Regions from separate parts of the Arabidopsis thaliana genome. Here region 2 is linked to region 1. The links are chromatin contacts, called in public capture Hi-C maps. All regions are on one chromosome and are shown on one strand. The core of a region is the stretch at or near the end of the contact, and the rest is flanking DNA. Distances in the headings are between cores, read along the strand shown.

Region 1 (6,070 bases), core at 1,438-3,937:
TATGCGTTTCCAGAAACAAGGTGTGTGTTACCAAATGCAACTATTGTTTTACAAATGAACTTAAAATTTAAGCCACGCCACTATGACATAAATAGTTCTGTTTTTAAACTGTCTGTTATGCTATAGTTTTCTAATAATAAAAAGTTAGTTGTTTTTAATCATGGGATTTATCATTTAAATAAATATATGTTCTGTGTTCAAAACAATAAAAATAAATAAACGTTCTAATTTAACATAAACTAGATTCTGACCCCGCATATGTGCGGGTTTTATATTTTAAAAAATGTATTGGAATATATTTTTAGTGAAAGATATTGTAGTGTGTAAATTATAATATGCATAGAAAAATTGTATAGTGTTATTTATGATACAATAACTAAATTTTTTATTAATTTATATTATTTATATTTCATTTGTGTTTTGCATAGTAAATCGAATGTTAGATTTGTTTCTATTTGCGGAATAATATAGAGATATTTGGAAAATCTGTGTATTTTTGTTAGTTTGATGTATATACAAATTAATTGATTTTGTTTGAAATTTGATCAATTAGATGATATAATGTAAACTTTACTCCGCGGTACACCGTTGTTCGATTTTTTTGTAACTAAAAATTCGAATTTTAAGTTATAGTTGTTTTGTAAATATTGTTTCTTTTGTTTAGTGTTTAAGATTGTATAATTGTGTTAAAATTGTTAATTCTAAGATTACACTCGTAGATTATCATCCCGTATGAGTATCAACCCAAACTCGTTCCACCAGATAACTTCATTTCGTAAAATTAAATAATATTTTTATTATTTTAAATATTCTTATTGTAATATATTAAAAATCAAGGGATTGACCTGTGGTAGATCTTGGATTAATATATTTAAAAATAATTTGTGATTTATAAATTTATGATATTGAAGTATATAAAACCGATATTTAATGTATACCTTTCAATAATTATATAAAGTATATTTTAAAAGTCAAAATTTGTATAAATTGATATTGCAACCTCATGAAATCGTAGTGATTTACACGTAGGGTACCACAAGCTAATTTTTATTTTATTTTTAATAAACTGATAAATTTGTTGATTTTAGTTAAAATTAAAACATAAATTAAGTTATATTTGTTTTGTTTATTGTTTCAGATTGTATAACTATATTTTGATTGTTAATTCCATAATTTTATCTGTTGTATAATATTGACCAACACCCGGCTAGTTTTTTGTAATCTAATGTTGACCCTGAAAGAAAAATCTATAAGCATACGCATAAATGGATAGTAAAATTAGGAGATAAATATCATTAGAACATGAAGTAATTTACATATGAATCTCTATCTATTTTTTTAAGGAATCAATATTCTAGATTGATTGTGAGGCAATATGAATGTATGCATAACATTTATAAGAGATAGATTGTACATAAAATTAGATTTTAATTTGGATTCAATTTTAGCTTTACTGGAAAAAAACTAATCTGAATTACATATTTTAAATTTAGGATAACGAAAATATTTTTTTTTAAAGCTAAAATTAGATCTCAACGATTTTGGTATGTTTTTAAATTAAACTTATCCTTATACATTATCGCAAATATGGTAGTCATTATTGTTCGAATACAATTAATGATCTGCCAAAAAAATCATATTAGTGATGGTTCTCATTTTGAATATTTGCATTAAAATTTTTAAATATTGGTATTTAAACTTTGTTTTACTATTTAAAAATAAATAAATAATTTAATCTAGTATAATGAATATTTCAAAAGCTTGTAACTATTATAATACGTTTAAAAATATATTTTCTTTTATATAATTCAAATTTAGCTTAGTGATATATTTTTAAAATAATGAAAATTACTTGTTTTAAAAAAAAAGTACTTTAAACGTTTATATCATTTAAATTCTAATTAAAATATTAAATATATACTGAAACCATTTTCTAGATAATTACAAATCTAAAATCCAAAAATTTTCTTAATTTATTGATTTAAATCATTTTTTAAAAAAGAAAAATTGAAGATATTTATTTAGTTGGAGTAGTTGTTAATTTACTAAATTACCCATGCAAAAATATTCATTTAGTTAGTTTTAAACTACCCTTACAATGTTGTAGTTCACACAATGCTTCCCAATTAATAGTATACATGTGTGATCACGAGTGTTCAACATAAAATATAATGTAACTTCAGGAATAGAAAGATATTCTTTTTTCTTTTAGAATTTGAAATCTAAATTGGATATAAGAAATTATTCGAACCTTCAATTTTTTCAGTCTATACGTACTTATTTAATTTAATGTGGTACCTCTTTTTTCTAACAACAAATATTTTGGGATTTTCCGTTGTAGTGAAATTTATAGAATCATTAATTAAATCTATTTCTACCAAACGTTTAAGTTTTGCTACGAAAATAAATAAATAAATATCCTCCGACCATCAGCCTCAGCCACATCCCCAAGTTTCGAAAGCACAAGAAGCCTTTCAGCGCCAGAGAAAACAAAATTATTGGGTGGAAAATGCAAATATTGATTTCCTAAATAATTAAAATTGTGCTTTTGAGCTTTTTTTTTCATCGTGCTAAAGTATTTTTTCAGAAACAAAACAATTAAAAATAGATATTGGGCATGTGAGTGTCCCATGTAAAATCAGAACCGTTCAAATCATCTTCCAAACTTCTATTTATTCTCAACATTCTCTTCTCTACAACACCCAAGCTTGAACTTGCTTTCTGCTTCTTCCTTCTTCGTCCTTTGTTTTAATTCTCTCATATCACTTACGAAAAGAAGAAAGAAAAAAAACACCAAAACTAAAGAGAAATTTCGTTATCACTCTCTTGCCAAAACTCACATACATATAATCATATATCATCGCAAAATGTCTTGCCTAGAGATTTATAACAAAGACGTAAGTAATATTTAAGCTTGTCCCTTCAATTGTTTCTTTATTTTCTTTGATATATTAATCAGAGTTTGAAGTAATGGACCTTTGCTTTTCTTCCTTATAAGATTTTGATTATCTGATTAAGGCTCTTGTTTCTTGAATTTCATATGTGACTACAAAAGGAAATATTTTCTTTTTAAGTTACTCATTGTTATAGTAAAAACTTTCTAAGCTTTTGGTGGCTCAAGAAGAGCATGATCAAAAGGACATGCTTAGTGCAATGGAAAGTCACGATCTTTATGTGCAAAAACTTAGCTCAACATCTTTTCTTTTTCTTCAAATTTCTTTTTAATACACCATACTTTTTAATTAATTAGCTCTATTATATCTAATCTTCTTAATTTAAATATATAGATGTAAGTATTTTTCCGTTTAGTGCTGTCATTGAAAGTTGAGAATGATTCCAAATGATCTTGAAAATTGTGTATACGAAACGAGAATTACGTGCCAATACAAAAAGTAAGAGTTAAAAAAAAAAAACGTTTTTAGTTTTTGGTTAAGTTCCGGAAAATACAAAACTATCGAACTCATGAATCTTCTCCATATCAAGAGCACAAAAGGTTGTAGAGACTAGTAGATAATTAGGCATATAAAGCATCTTTCTATATATTTATAGATAAATTGATGTGTGTGTATCAGTTAATTAAATTTAACTAAATGAAAATGCAGACGATGAAGAAGAAAGAAGGAGAAGAAGAAACAAGAGATGGGACAGTGGATTACTATGGTCGTCCCTCTATTCGTTCTAACTCAGGCCAATGGGTTGCTGGCATCGTCATTCTTCGTATGTCTCTCTTCCCTAATCAAAATTACAATTTAACTATATATCAAATTGAAATAAATATATAGTTTTGCTAAGAAATCAACTCTAGAATATAAACCAAAGCGGAGGAAAATATATGATCGACACCTTAAAACATAGAATCTTTTATTTTATTTTATTTTGTTCTTCACGTCCTTTTCTCAAAGATACCACATGCAAACTCATAGCATCTTTGCATAAGGTATATTCAGTGCCGGTCCCTATATAATTCATGGATTCAAATCATTAGTATGGCTTAATACATGATTTGTATATTTCTACACACATGTTTACATTATTTTGTATATAAAATTATGTGTAGCGTATAAATTGAGATATATATCCCGACAAAAAAACGTATGAATTGAACTGACAAGGGAAAAAAACTAGATACCGATATGATGTATATCTAAAAGTGTGTAGATTGATTGATATGCATACTTATCTTTGAGGTAATAAGTTATCAGAAACTAGGAAAGTGACAATAGAACCAACATTAATAACTAGAATTAACTTCGAATTTTACGTGAACGTGTCAAGACATATCCATGTGTTCGAACGTACGCTGCATGTTTTGGTAGAAAAACCCCAACCACATGACAAATGCATATAATTTTTTGTTGTATAACGGACGCATCATTAATGAATTTCCAGACTTATCTAGTAAATTTCCCATAAATTCTTGCTATTTTTTATTTATTAATTATAGGGATCCCAACAATTATAGTACTTATGTAAAGCAAAAAGAATACTTATGATGAAAAATAGTTATTATATAATAAACATATGTGTACTTTTCAATCATTTTCTCCAAAAAACAAAATACTAATAATTCAAACGCAACTAATGTGATGTAAGAGATCTGAATGATTGAGTGTTTTTGTTAAAATTAATGGATCTAGTTTGTCATTTAGAAAATAACTGAAAGTGAAAACATTCAGATTTGTAAGTGATTCTATATATGGAGATAGATATTTAGGTTTTTTAAAGATACTTTTATGGAATTTAACCAAAAAAAGGAAAAAAAGTTATTTTGAGAAAGTCGACACTAATAAATTAAAATAAGTGCAAGGAAAGCATGTGTTAGTGGAATTACGTTGCCTTACACGTAATTACCCATCTCGTCGTCCCATGACGTTGGCTTTTGCCACGTCCACTTCTTCACATTTTTCTCCTAACATTTTCAAATTTTGCTTTACAAAATTATGTTACTATTAAATTATATTTTAAGAATATTACACAAAGCATTTATTTTTATACAAAGTACAATTTAAGAGATTCTAGTGGGTTTTCTTTTTGGTTTGATGATTTATTAGTAGAGTCCACGTAATAGTTTTAATAATTATTATTAGTTAACGATTTGTATTTCGCATGAAGAATTTAATTTGCTAAAATTGTAGTTATTTGTAGATTTCATTATCATTTTTTTATTTGATTTCGTTAGAAGGTGGAACAATAATGAAGTAGTCATTAAATACAATCCAACCAAAGAAATGTTAACATCATCTTGACGAACACGGAACAATTATTAACAATCATTCATTCAATTCTTTCATCTATTCTGGTTTCTTTCAAATCAATAATAATTTGGTTAACTCTCTCTAAACCGGGTTCTAATCTAATTTTCCGGTTAACAGTGAACCAGGGGCTGGCTACACTAGCCTTCTTTGGAGTTGGAGTGAACTTGGTGCTCTTCCTAACTCGCGTTTTGCAGCAGAACAACGCAGACGCAGCTAACAACGTTAGCAAATGGACAGGGACTGTTTATATCTTCTCATTGGTTGGAGCGTTTCTCAGCGATTCGTATTGGGGTCGTTACAAGACTTGTGCTATCTTCCAAGTCATTTTTGTCATTGTAAGTAATAGCAACTATCAAAATGTGATTCATCTTTTTTAAGTTGGAACGTTTTAAGCTCATAAGAACGCTTTTTTGGATGTGAAAACGCAGGGACTTTCATCGCTATCGCTATCATCATACATGTTCTTGATTAGACCAAGAGGTTGTGGGGACGAAGTCACGCCTTGTGGTTCACATTCCATGATGGAGATCACAATGTTCTACTTCTCGATCTACTTGATCGCATTGGGATATGGCGGTTACCAACCAAACATTGCAACGCTTGGAGCGGATCAGTTCGATGAGGAGCATCCTAAAGAAGGGTACTCGAAGATTGCGTTTTTCAGCTACTTTTACCTTGCTTTAAACCTCGGATCGCTCTTTTCGAACACCATCTTGGGGTATTTTGAGGATGAGGGAATGTGGGCACTCGGGTTTTGGGCATCCACTGGCTCTGCTATCATTGGGTTGATTCTTTTCCTTGTTGGAACACCGAGA
Region 2 (6,535 bases), core at 1,937-4,436, 150 kb before region 1:
TATGCGGTGACCCAAACTCGGTCCTTCGGTTTGCATTCATAGAGTTCACTGATGAAGGTATTATTTCATTTTCTCGGTTCTGGAGTATCATCAGTGTACTACAGTGGTTAAATGTCTTGTGGTTTTGTTTTCAGAGGGTGCGATGACTGCTCTAAATTTATCGGGGACTATGTTGGGATTCTATCCTGTGAAAGTTTTACCATCCAAAACAGCTATAGCACCGGTTAACCCGACATTTTTGCCTAGGGTGAGATTTTCCTCTACTATGCAAAGTTTCTGATGGTTAGCGACTGAGGAAAATGATTTAGTCTTGTCTATGCAGACTGAAGATGAGCGTGAGATGTGTGCAAGAACTATCTACTGTACTAACATAGACAAGAAGGTGACTCTCTTGAATCATTTCTCTTAACTTAACCGTACTTGATGAAGTATCTCCCTTTCACACTTGTGTATAAATTGCTTATAGGTGACTCAATCAGACGTGAAGATCTTTTTTGAGTCCTTCTGCGGAGAGGTGAACAATGTTGTAGTTGCTAAGAATGCAACAAAGTTGTTATTCTTTTGTGCAATAATTCACTAATTAGATTGTTGTTAATACAGGTTTATCGCCTGAGGCTGCTTGGAGATTATCAACACTCGACTCGTATTGCTTTTGTAGAGTTCGTAATGGTAATAATCGAACACACCTCCACACATTTCTTTGAGTCATATTCTGAGTAGTCTTTCTTTATATCTTCACAGGCGGAAAGCGCAATAGCTGCTCTCAACTGCAGTGGAGTTGTTCTTGGTTCTTTACCTATAAGGTCAGTGAAACAAAACCGATCTTCACGACACAAATTCGTTCTCTTTTTCGGTTTTATGACGGTTTGTTATTCTACAGGGTGAGTCCTTCAAAGACGCCTGTTCGTCCGAGATCACCGAGGCATCCAATGCATTGATCTTAGCTTTACAGGTTTTCACATATCTCATGTCTCCGCAATATATATATCGCTGTGTCGTCTTAAAAACAGCATTACACAGACATGTAAAGATGTTTGTCTGCATCTCTCATCTCTTGTTTTCGAAATGTAACTCTGGGATCTGATGATGCTTCTTTCTTCTTCCTTTACCTGAGAATCTTTTGGGTAAAAAAAACCTCGTAGAGAGTTTTTATTTATCTCTTAAAAAGAAAAGAGCTTAAAACATATCACACATCCAGAAGTTACTTCGTACAGTTACAATTTTACAATCGTGTGTTATTGGTTTCGAAGAAAGTCAAAACTGATTTCTTTTCTTTTTTTTTGTCGGAATAAAAAATTGATTTATGACAAAAAGAGTTTGGATCAAATTTGATGTTCTTAGTTTTGTCCGAAGGACAACAGAAGCGGTTGTGTTGTTGTAATATGGAGATCAAAAAACAGGTCAACTTAGAACAGCTGTTTTTGTCAGTTCTTAATATCTAAAAAGTCAACTTTGGAAATTTCGAGAGATAATATAATTAAAAAAATGTTTTGGTGGTTTTCTTAATTTGTGACGTCATCAAGTACGAAATGCGGTCTAGGTACAACGGTGGTTACTCAATGTTTGTGCTTTTCGAGACTGAGTTTTTACTTTCTAGTTTGTAGTGTGTTATTTTTGTTTTATAGGCAATGTATGAAGCTACCATTTACAATCTTTTTGTACATATATGGGATTTTTTTTTTTTTTACAACAATTGAACAAAATATGAATGAGAGTTTATGAGGTTTTAAAGTACATCTTCATTATGAAATTTTTTTCAAGTATTCATCCAAACATTATTGAGATAGATACAAGACATTCGTCGTTTTAAATATTGTACGATTCCAATTCACCTACTCGATTTTCGGTGGTTAAACAATCCAATTTGAATTTTATAAACTTCCTAATGTTTTTTATGTATTATTAAACAAAATATTAAAATCACTATAGACTTTTATTTACGGAATAAAATCACTATATATTATCTTAAGAAAAGGTTTAGAAGCAGTAACTATTAAAAAAGACCTATTATTATCAAACAAATTGAAAAATAAAGGTTAAGAAAAAAACATTTTGATAAAAAAAACCTTTAAGAATAATGTTTCTTATTCGTCTTTTCTTAAAGCAATTTTTTCCCCTTTTTTTTTGTTGGTCTCGGCTGAAGCCCCTAGGACATTCGTGCGTATGTTCTAAAATATACACTTATCAAAAGATGTTGAATGTGTTAGGTGTTGAATGCATTAAACGGTTCGGTTTTGTCTCCAATTTATTTTTTAGATTGTTAGAATTTGTGGATATTTTGAACTTATTAAACTTTAAAAATACTTAAAACCCAAGAAATGTCTGCGTATTTGACGGCAAGATCAAATTACTGTGTTCAAAAACTCACAAGTCCTTGCTCCCTAATTCCTATAAACGATGCTCATATTAATTTCGCTACCCCTACGGTTAGTTAGAAGATCCACGCAAAATGTGTTTTTCCACATTAACAGAGACCATTTCTATTCAAATTTTAATCTTTTCTTTTCAAATAATTATGCTTGGTTTTGAGACTAAAATAAATTTAATTGAATGAGCTTTCAACCGTTTTCACATGAAAGCTTGTTTAATTGTTTTAGAACACCGGATATTTAAGTTTCCTCGAATATTTAACGAATTTCGGAAGAGGATATGCTTTTTGGAAAAAAGTGGCAAGTCTCACTATATATCTTACACTAAAATAGAATACTAATAATAAGATTAAAAAGAGATGAATACATTGGAGATGTTCTAAAGCATTCGAGCTAAAATTTAAGTGTTTTATGCACCGAGTTTACGTATTTGATTCTAAATCCGATATTACAATGCAACCACACGAGGGTTTACTGGTTTAAGGCTTTATACTATTGGTGCACACACATTACACATCATCACCATTTTCTAGTCATTTCTATCACCAGACTCTGTCCATTTTGTGATTGGTGTGCCATTGAAAGCCATTTAATATCAAGTAAGTAGTCCCCGCCAAAACCTACCACTTATTTTCTCCACCATACATTACCAAATTTTGCAATTATTGTATTTTATTTTAATGAAAATCTATCCAGTTTCATTGACGTTTAAAACACACAATATTTTTAGAACAATGTACATAAATTTGACGTGACGTTGTCTAAATCACGAAGATTGGCGGTATTCAATGACGGTCTTTAATGCTAGGAGTTCACAAATCTTATGTGAAGATAGTATAGTTTAAATTTTTGCATGAAATATAAAGTTAGTTGGAGCACAAACAAAATTTAAGATACCATCGATTTTTCGGTCGTTTATCAGCCGGTGACTGGAGCGCCGAATTTGAGATTCGCATTACGATGGTTTATGTAAAGAGATTGGTTATATCAATCTTATCAAACCCACCTCTCTCGGGATTATTGACTCGATTTGGATATTTATACATGTGACTATATTTAGACATACATAGATCTCAGTCCTGTATATATAGAGCTACATTCATAAAAGAAAGATCTAACATAACAAAAGGAAAAAAGCATCAAGAACATGGCGGAGACTCAAGGAAAGGTCATCACTTGTAAAGGTAAGTAAATGACTCACCAATGAGATGGTTTCCTATCATTATGCTGTTGATGCATATGATGATGATGATGATGATTATGATAGTAATGATGCATGTATGTGATGCATGTAGCTGCTGTCGTATGGGGTCCAAAAGTGCCGCTTGTAATTCAAGAAATATGCGTCGATCCTCCTCAGAAAATGGAAGTCCGTGTTAAAATTCTTTACTCCTCCATTTGCCACACCGATCTCGGATGTTGGAACGGCACGGTACTCATGGATATATACTCGAATCAGTACAAAAATTGCAATGTTTCTTGATTGTAATCTAATCAAAAATATGTTATTTTTGGTGTGTAAAAGAACGAAGCTGAACGAGCATTTCCAAGGATTCTTGGCCATGAAGCTGTCGGGTATATCCCGATATCTAAACCCTTTTATAACCGCCTATGAGTGTCGCTAACTAAATATGTTTTCTATGTTTCGGTTATATGTTTGATAGGATTGTAGAGAGTGTTGGAGAAGGAGTAAAAGATGTGAAAGAAGGAGACTACGTGATTCCGACTTTCAATGGAGAATGTGGTGAATGTAAAGTGTGTAAGAGAGAAGAAAGTAATCTCTGTGAGCGATATCATGTGGATCCTATGAAGAGGGTGATGGTGAATGATGGAGGGACGAGATTCTCAACCACCATAAACAAGGACGGTGGTTCGAGCCAAAGCCAACCTATATATCACTTCCTTAACACCTCCACGTTCACCGAATACACTGTCTTGGACTCGGCTTGCGTCGTCAAGATCGATCCTAATTCTCCTCTCAAGCAAATGAGCCTCTTGAGTTGTGGTGTCTCAACTGGTTAGTTACTAATTTACTCGTATATAGCAATTGGATTCTTGGATTTTTGTCCATATAGTCTTGAACATCGAGAACTTGCTATTTGTTTTAGAAATGATATATTATCATATCCTTTGTGGGAGATAACATAGTGAGTTTTGGGACTAGCTAGGGAATAAAGGAGAAGATAGGACCTTGGTTTCAAAAACACATTTAATTCTCCTTTCAAAAACGCAGTTATTTCAATTTGTCTCTGTAACAGTAAATTTTAATTTACTGTTACATATTGTCGTGGTCCATTGACCACCTCAAGTATATACATAAGTGGTAAAAATAAGAAGCATGCATAGTTTCATGAGGTGTTTCCTTCTTAATGTTACGACGTCGTTTTGAAAAATAGGGGTTGGAGCAGCTTGGAACATTGCAAATGTGAAGGAAGGAAAAAGCACTGCTGTCTTTGGATTGGGTTCCGTTGGACTCGCTGTAAGATTAAACTTCATTAATCCATTTATGCATCCAAAGTATGATAAAAATTAATTTTTCACTTATATATATGAAGTGAAAATGATATATTTATTTCATGAATGAGAACTGAAGGTTGCTGAAGGTGCAAGAGCTAGAGGAGCTTCTAGGATCATTGGTGTTGATGCTAATGCTTCCAAATTTGAGAAAGGTACGTTACTTTCTTTTTCACCAATGCTTCGATTGCGCTCTCGCTCTTTTTCTACATACTAAGGTTGATATGGGGAAAATAAAACCAAATTTCCCAAACTCTTTTCCACTTATCTAATTAAGCATCTCGAAAAGTAGTGAAGCAAATAACTTAAGAATGCGAATGCAATAGTTTAATTTCCAACTTTCCAATTATACGCCATAATGGAACATAAACAAAATGATATTTTTCAGGACCAAATGGACTGATTATAAGGTTTACTAGATTTTGTGGAGCGTACCAATCTACGACTATGTCCATATAATTACCATATTACTCCAATCAAATATTGCAGGTAAACTGATGGGAGTAACAGATTTCATAAACCCTAAAGACTTAACTAAGCCAGTACATCAGGTAATATACCAATTTTCTTATAACAAAAAAATATCAATAATTGTAAAAAAAATAAAAAAATTGTTAACTAAAATTTTTAACCATTGCGAATTTGCGATGGATCAATATACAAAAAGATGATACGAGAGATAACGGGAGGAGGCGTGGACTATAGCTTTGAATGTACAGGAAACGTTGATGTTCTTCGCGAAGCCTTTTTATCCACTCACGTCGTAAGTCCATAATAATATTATGAATTGAGATCAAAATCTTAATTTGGTTTACTTGATGTTGATTTAGTTACTTGATAAAGAAGGAAATGAGAAACATTATTTTGATGATAGGGTTGGGGATCGACAGTACTTGTTGGGATCTATCCGACGCCAAGAACATTGCCTCTTCACCCAATGGAGCTTTTCGACGGCCGTAGAATCACCGGTTCTGTGTTTGGTGGCTTCAAGCCCAAATCTCAGCTTCCAAATTTCGCCCAACAATGCATGAAAGGGGTCTGAAATTTGTCTCTAATTTCTAATCTTAGAAACAAGAAGTAATTTTGTGTTTTAGTGATATTAATTGGAATCTTTGATTTGTAGGTTGTGAAATTGGAACCTTTTATTACCAATGAGCTTCCATTTGAGAAGATAAACGATGCGTTTCAGCTGCTTCGCGATGGAAAATCTCTTCGGTGCATTCTTCAAATCTCTAAACTTCTCAAGAGATGATTCTACACATTCACAAAGTTTACTACACTATATATAATTTACCCAACAAACACTTATTTTACTGCATTATTCAGTATATTATCTTACCTATAAATGTGTATCATCATCATCAATAACGCGATTATTTGTGCTGAAGGATTATATATTCAAAATGATCTAGTTATATATGTCACATGATTGCCGTTAACAAGACACATTTGAAGAAGCTAAGCAAGAAAAACGGACACTTTTGCGACTTGTTACATAATTTAACTTATAGGTCAAAAGAATTTGATTAGTCATTGCAACTACGTGTGGATGTCACTTTCTATTCAACCAAAACTCACAATATTATATGATCTAGTTTTGTCGTATTACTGATTTGTATTATAAAATGTTATTTAATTTGAATTCTACGTAG

Evidence for each region. Capture Hi-C pulls out chosen DNA fragments and counts their contacts.
Region 2: a contact with region 1 is called in a capture Hi-C map of seedling, with 2.7 times the contacts expected there. The contact joins the promoter of AT1G32780 here to the promoter of NRT1.5 in region 1.

Annotation. Positions count from the first base shown.
Region 1 is chr1:11,716,605-11,722,674 of TAIR10.1, reverse strand. NRT1.5 (nitrate transporter 1.5) reads left to right here and starts at 2,687. Exons shown (of 6, transcript NM_102980.4): 1 at 2,687-2,897; 2 at 3,603-3,717; 3 at 5,373-5,590; 4 at 5,684-6,070. The coding sequence starts at 2,868.
Region 2 is chr1:11,869,577-11,876,111 of TAIR10.1, reverse strand. AT1G32780 (GroES-like zinc-binding dehydrogenase family protein) reads left to right here and starts at 3,186. Exons shown (of 10, transcript NM_103012.4): 1 at 3,186-3,553; 2 at 3,665-3,801; 3 at 3,895-3,944; 4 at 4,034-4,386; 5 at 4,766-4,848; 6 at 4,963-5,038; 7 at 5,373-5,434; 8 at 5,551-5,646; 9 at 5,758-5,919; 10 at 6,007-6,360. The coding sequence starts at 3,517. The coding sequence ends at 6,135. It overlaps AT1G06617 (a long non-coding RNA gene), which reads right to left and starts at 2,838. Exons shown (of 1, transcript NR_139117.1): 1 at 2,632-2,838. CID11 (CTC-interacting domain 11) reads left to right here. Exons shown (of 10, transcript NM_103013.3): 4 at 1-57; 5 at 135-247; 6 at 323-382; 7 at 467-514; 8 at 601-669; 9 at 742-803; 10 at 881-1,594. The coding sequence ends at 938.